2 separate regions of the Muntiacus reevesi genome follow, and region 1 is linked to region 2. A link is a contact called in public Hi-C data. All regions are on one chromosome and are shown on one strand. The core of a region is the stretch at or near the end of the contact, and the rest is flanking DNA. Distances in the headings are between cores, read along the strand shown.

Region 1 (3,007 bases), core at 235-2,734, 140 kb before region 2:
TACCATTTTAAAGCAATGGTATTACCATTCGACTTCCCTGGTGGCTCAGACGGTAAGGCGTCTATTACAATGCGGGAGACCTGTGTTCAATCCCTGGATCGAGAAGATCTCCTGGATTAGGAAATGGCAACCCACTCCAGTATCCCTGCCTGGAAAATCCCATGGACGGAGAAGCCTGGTAGGCTATAGTCCACGGGGTCGCAGAGAGTCGGACACGACTGGGCGACTTCACTCACTCATTACCATTCGAATAATGAGACTGGCAGAGCCATTCTCTGGCCGGAGGAAACACCCTGATGAGGAGGGGTATATTTTTGCATAACAAGGCCAACTTTTTCAGGAGAATCGGGCAGGAAGGGCATGCCCACACTCTTGAGGCAGCGAAATTTTCACTTATTGTGTGACTGCTCCCCCCCCACACCCCCCGCCAAAAAAAAAGACGCACTGGTACAAAACACACTCAAGGATTTCCAAGAGGCCGAGACGCTCCGGAACGAGACACCGCCAGGAGACGAGACGGGGCAAACCGGGAGAGCGCGGTGACCACCTAGGAGCGATCTGGGCTCCCGAAGGATGCAGTGGAGGGAAAAGTGAAGTCGCTCAGTCGTGTCCGACTCTTGGCAACCCCGTTGGGCTGTACAGCCTACGAGGCTCCTCCGTCCACGGGACTTTCCAGGCAAGAGTACTGGACTGGGTTGCCATTCCCTTTCTCCAGGGAAATCTTCCCCACCCAGGGATCGAAGCCGGGCCTCCTGCATTGCGAGCGGACGCTCTGACCGTCTGAGCCACCCAGGGAAGCTAGAGGGAAGGCGGCAGGAATTGAAATGAATGAGGAAGACGAGTCCCAGCTCGCAGCACCCCGGGGCCCGCCGCCAGGAGGTCAAGGCCGCGGGGCATTTCTGGCCGCCGACGGCCACTCCCCCCCGCACTCCGGGACGCCCCGAGGGTCAGCAGAGGCCGGGAAAGGGTCAGGGGCCCCCGCGGGCCGAGGGGCCGGCTGGCCGCCGAGGCCTTGCCCTCGGACGACAGCTGCAGGGCAAACCAGGGGAGGGAGTCAAGGAGGAGGGGCCGCGGCCCCGGCCCGCCCCGCCCCGAAGCCGCGGAGGCAAAACAGAAACCCAACGCCGAGGAAATGAAACTAGACGCGGCCCGGCCCGGCCCTGCCCGCCGCCGCCGCCGCCGAGCGTCTCAGCCGTCGGGAGCGATATGGCCGCCGCCGTCTGCCCCGGCCCCGCCGCGGCCCCAAGCCGCCGTGCCGGGCCGACGAACCGCCCACGCCCACCGCCGGCCTCCCCCACCCCCCCGCACCCCGCCTCGCTTGCCCGCCTGCCCGCCCTCCTGGGACACGGCCCGCTCCACCCCTCGCGGCTGCTCACCGCGCTGAGGCGGATCCCGCTGGGTGGCTGCGTCGCCATCTTGAGCGAGTTACAAAGCCAGGACCGGCCTCAGCCGCAATCAGACTGGGAGGCGGCTGCGGAGCGCCGAGGAGCCCGCGAGGCCCCGCCTACTTCCGGGGCGGGCCGCGCGGGCTGACCCCCGCCCCTCGACTTCCGCCTCCCGGCGCCTGGGAGTTGGGAGTGTAGGGCAGGTAAATTCCCGCGGGGGTTAAGGAAGCAGGGACCGCTGGAGTGGTGGGTGGGCTTCAGGCTCCGGGCGGGGGCCCTGCAGAGTAAGGCGCACGCGTGACGCTCAACCGGGTGACTGCAGTAACTGAACCTACAGACTTTGCCAAACAGTAATCGGTATTTTGTTGTTCACTCGCTCAGTCGTGTCCGACTGTTTGTGACCCCATGGACTGCAGCACACCAGGCCTCCGTGTTCATCATCATCTCCCGGAGTTTGCTCAAACTCATGTCCATTGAGTCAGTGATGCCATCCAACCATCTTATCCTCTGTCGTCCCCTTCTCCTCCCGCCTTCAGTCTTTCCCAACAGCAGGGTCTCTTCCAGTAAGTCGGCTCTTCGCATCAGGTGGCCAAAGGATTGGAGCTTCAACTTCAGCATCATTCCTTCCAATGAATAGTCAGGGTTGATTTTCTTTGGGATTGACTGGTTTGATTTCCTTGCAGTCCAGGGGACTCTCAAGCATCTTCTCCAGCAGCACAGTTCGAAAGCGTCCGTTCTTTGGTGCTCAGCCTCCTTTATGGTCCAAATCTCACATCCGTACCTGACGACTGGAAAAATCATAGCTTTGACTAAACGAACCTTTGTAGGCATAGTAATGTCTCTGTTTTTTAATATGTTTTCTAGGTTTGTCATTGCTATTCTTCCAAGGAGCAAGCATCTTTTAATTTCTTGGCAGCATTCACTGTCCACAGTGATTTTGAAGCTCAAGAAAATAAAGTCTGTCAGTTTCCCCATCTATGCCATGAAGTGATGGGACTGGATGACTGATATGATCTTAGTTTTCTGAATGTTGAGTTTTAAGCCAGCTTTCTCACTCTCTTCTTTCACCTTCATCAAGAGTCTCTTTAATTCCTCTTTGCTTCTGCCATAGCCTGGTGTCTTCTGCATATCTGAGGTTATTGATATTTCTCCTGATTAATTGATATTAATCAGTATGGAGGCTGCAAATAATAAAGAGCCCTGTCTGGGGTCTTGGGAATTACAACTGGGGATACACAGGTTCTAGCAAAATAGAATGTTTGGGGAAGAGAAAGAGCCGGGGGGGGGGGGGGGGGTTATAAAGGCAAAATCCACAAGTTTTGTTAAAGTTGTATTGCAGGAATTATGATTGACTTTGATACTAAAAGGAAATATTCGTCTTTAAGGAATGGATTTGTCACCAGTTATTTAGGGTATGGGCCGGATAAGTATCTTGAATTTCTGCAACCCTGTGCAAATGTTCTGAATATCTTTGTTAGACGATAAGTAGTCAAAAGGTCAGATTCAATCTGGGCAGAGACATAAGTCACTTCCTCAGTGGCCTCTGGCTCCACTCTGGAGAGTTCTTTTAGCAGTACAAAACTGATTCTTTTTTGATTTTCCTTTTGCAACCTGAGGTCCCC
Region 2 (2,797 bases), core at 58-2,557:
GTCATATAAACAAACACATGGGGCCAGAAGAATCCGCCGGAAAAAAACGGAAAACTCTCAGCTGGGAATCCCTCACCTTAACCACGCTTAATTTCTTAGAAAAGCAAGCTGAAGTGAAAAATCAACCACCTAGATCCAAAAGAAGTTAATTTCAGAGATGCTGACATGAAGGACCTGTTTCTAAGATGAAAACGTAAAAGCGAAAAAAATGTCAAAAAGTCACACCTCTCATGAGAGAGACCCACTTATCGATAAATAATGATCCTCTGTCACAGCACGAGAAAAACTCATCTGCAAGCGGTTTAATCGACTCTAGGCCACACATGATTTTGAATGGGGTCTTTCATATGGTAATTAGATTGTAGTGGAAAAACGTGAGGCGTACAATGGGCGCCAGCTTTGGCGGGGAAGAGGCGCCTCCACTTTCTTACCAAAAAAATATCCTACCAGGGTTCTCCCGAGGGTAGGGCAGTTGCCCGAGGTCAGGGAAAACACCTGAGGGTAACAGCCTCCATAAGCAGGGCAGAGATGCTTTAAGGACCATTCAGGGCGTCAGCAACCGGCGGCGAGACTGCAAGACGATGCAGGGGCCGGGCGGGCCGAGCGCGCACTGCGGCTCAGATTCCCTTCTCCAGAGGACAGTCTGGAAGACTTGGGGTGCTGGCGGGGGTGGTCTTTCTTCCACAGGGAAAACCTTCATCTCACAAAAGGTCTCAATGCTTAGCCCAGCTTCCCGAACAGGACCGGGAGCAAAAACAAAGGCGCGCGCGGCTCCAGCATCCGCCGACCGGCTGGCGGGTCGTGACCCACCTGACCTCCACCTGCCGGACGAGAAGGCCGCGCGCGCGTGCCGGGCCTGCCCGCCTTCGCCGCCGGGAGACCTGGGGGTGGGGGTGGGGGCTCGGCTCAGGCTGGCGGGCAGCCTCTGGGGGTGGGGTCGCGGGGTCCCGGGCCGGCGCCCCCACGCCCACTGGCGGGGCTCGTTCGGGCTGTCCCTGCGCTGCTGCAGTGCGCGCTCCACCGAGCCACCTGCATGCAGCCCGGGCGCGCCCCCGAGGCGCCGCCCGAACCCCTGGGCACCCGGCGAGGACGCCACCGCCGCTCGCGGGCCCGCGGGAGGAGACGCCGCCCGGCTCCCTCGGCTTCCGTCTGACAGACGAGCGCGCGGCCCACTTACCGGCGGCGGCGGCTTCTTCCGCGGAAGGCGCGCTCACGGGAGAGGCGCGGTGGAGCCGGCCTGGACGCCACGGGTCGAGCGAGTCCGCCGGGACCGCGGAGGAAGCCCCGCGCCCGAGCCTCAGCGGCTCCGGGATACTGGGGCGGGCCGGGAGGCGGGTCTTCGGCGGCGCCTGGGGAGGGCGTGGCCAAGGGCGGGTCCTCTGCTGGGGCGTGGCTTGCGAGGGCGTGGTCTGTGGGGGCGGGTCGAGGGGGCGGGCCCTCAGAGCGTAGGGGCGGGGCTAAGGGGCGGAGATCCTCTAAGGACGGGACGGGGCCAGCGTCGGGAGGTGGGGCTCTCGAGGCATGTGGGCGGGGCCAAGGGAAGAGCCCTCGGCGCGTGGGGGCAGGGCCGAAGGCGTGTCCTCGACGCTGGAGGCGGGGCTTCCAGGGCGGTTCCTGGGCTCGGGGACGGGGCCAGGAGGCGGTTCCCAGTGGGCGGGGCGGGCTCAGGGAGGGGGGTCCTCTGCTCGCGGGGGCTGGGCCTGAGCCCAGGCCTGGCAAGCACCACGCTTCCACCCGGTTTTCCGCAGAGTCAGGGAATCAGCCAGCCCCAGGTGGGGTTTGGAGTGACAGGCAAGGAGAAACCGTTGCACCCGAGACCGGTGGGGTCCGTGGCACCTGGCCATCGGGACCACGCCCCAGAGCCTCGGGGAGGAAGCAGAGCAAACCCCTCCATACATGCTCGGGGCGCAGGAGGTTTGGGGGACCCTGGCTAAGGTGCCCCACCCCAGCCCACAGGCTTCACTTTTCCCATCCTTGGCATCAGAGGAGGTGAGGGAGATAATTCCTGCAATGAACTTCTTTATGTAGCTCTGGCTTAGGAAGGAGACCTCACATCAAGCCTAAAGGGCATAAATATTTCCAGATAAACCCCTAACCCCTTTCAGGGGTCTTCGGGACCCACACAGTCTAGACTCACCCAGCCTGGCCTGACAGCCGCAGGGCAAGAGGCACCTGATGACCCGGATCAGGCAGAGTTCACCTGAGCACCTGATGGCCCCAGCTTGGGGCTCCCAGCCAACCAGAACAGTGCCACCTGTTGATTGAGGTTGTGGTTTTTGCAGAATCAGATTTAGTCTGGGTCTCAAAAATACTAGGCCATCCGTGAAAGAGTCTGAGGGGATGGGAGTGGGGAGTCTATGAACACGCTGAAATTGGATAGAACATGTTGTGTTTATCTGTGTTTCTGGAGAAAGGGTATAGAATTTGTATCACGTTCCCAGGGGCTCTATCTCCTCACCCAAAATACCAAGAATATTTTAATAGTTTGAGATGCTGGACCTCTGGCCCAGCCAGGCTTCTGATTCTGATCTTCCATCTCCATTCCATCCATACCAAGTGTCCCAGATGAAAGCCCTCTAATAGTCAGTTCTAGGAATGGTCTTAAAGTGGAAACAGAATAAAACTTAAAGGATTGAGCATTTGGCAAGACAAAGAATTAATGAAAATTGATTTCCTAATGAAGATGTGATAAACTCCATCTTTACACAAACGAAGTTGACAAACATATGAGTTTCTTTTCTTTTCTCCTTTTTTCTTTTTTAGGCTCCTCAAATCCTACCACTTTCCACATTACATT

What was found. A called contact is a pair of places that touch in the nucleus more often than the background predicts.
Region 1: a Hi-C map of blood shows a contact between it and region 2, with 3 times the contacts expected there. The contact joins the promoter of MORC3 here to the promoter of DOP1B in region 2. A contact is called at or near these places in 2 of 3 Hi-C or Micro-C datasets (blood and muscle).

What each region holds. Positions count from the first base shown.
Region 1 is chr8:28,005,062-28,008,068 of mMunRee1.1, reverse strand. MORC3 (MORC family CW-type zinc finger 3) reads right to left here and starts at 1,484. Exons shown (of 17, transcript XM_065942373.1): 1 at 1,377-1,484. The coding sequence starts at 1,415. LOC136173088 (a long non-coding RNA gene) reads left to right here and starts at 1,628. Exons shown (of 3, transcript XR_010664175.1): 1 at 1,628-3,007.
Region 2 is chr8:27,868,504-27,871,300 of mMunRee1.1, reverse strand. It overlaps DOP1B (DOP1 leucine zipper like protein B), which reads right to left and starts at 1,307. Exons shown (of 37, transcript XM_065943007.1): 1 at 1,178-1,307.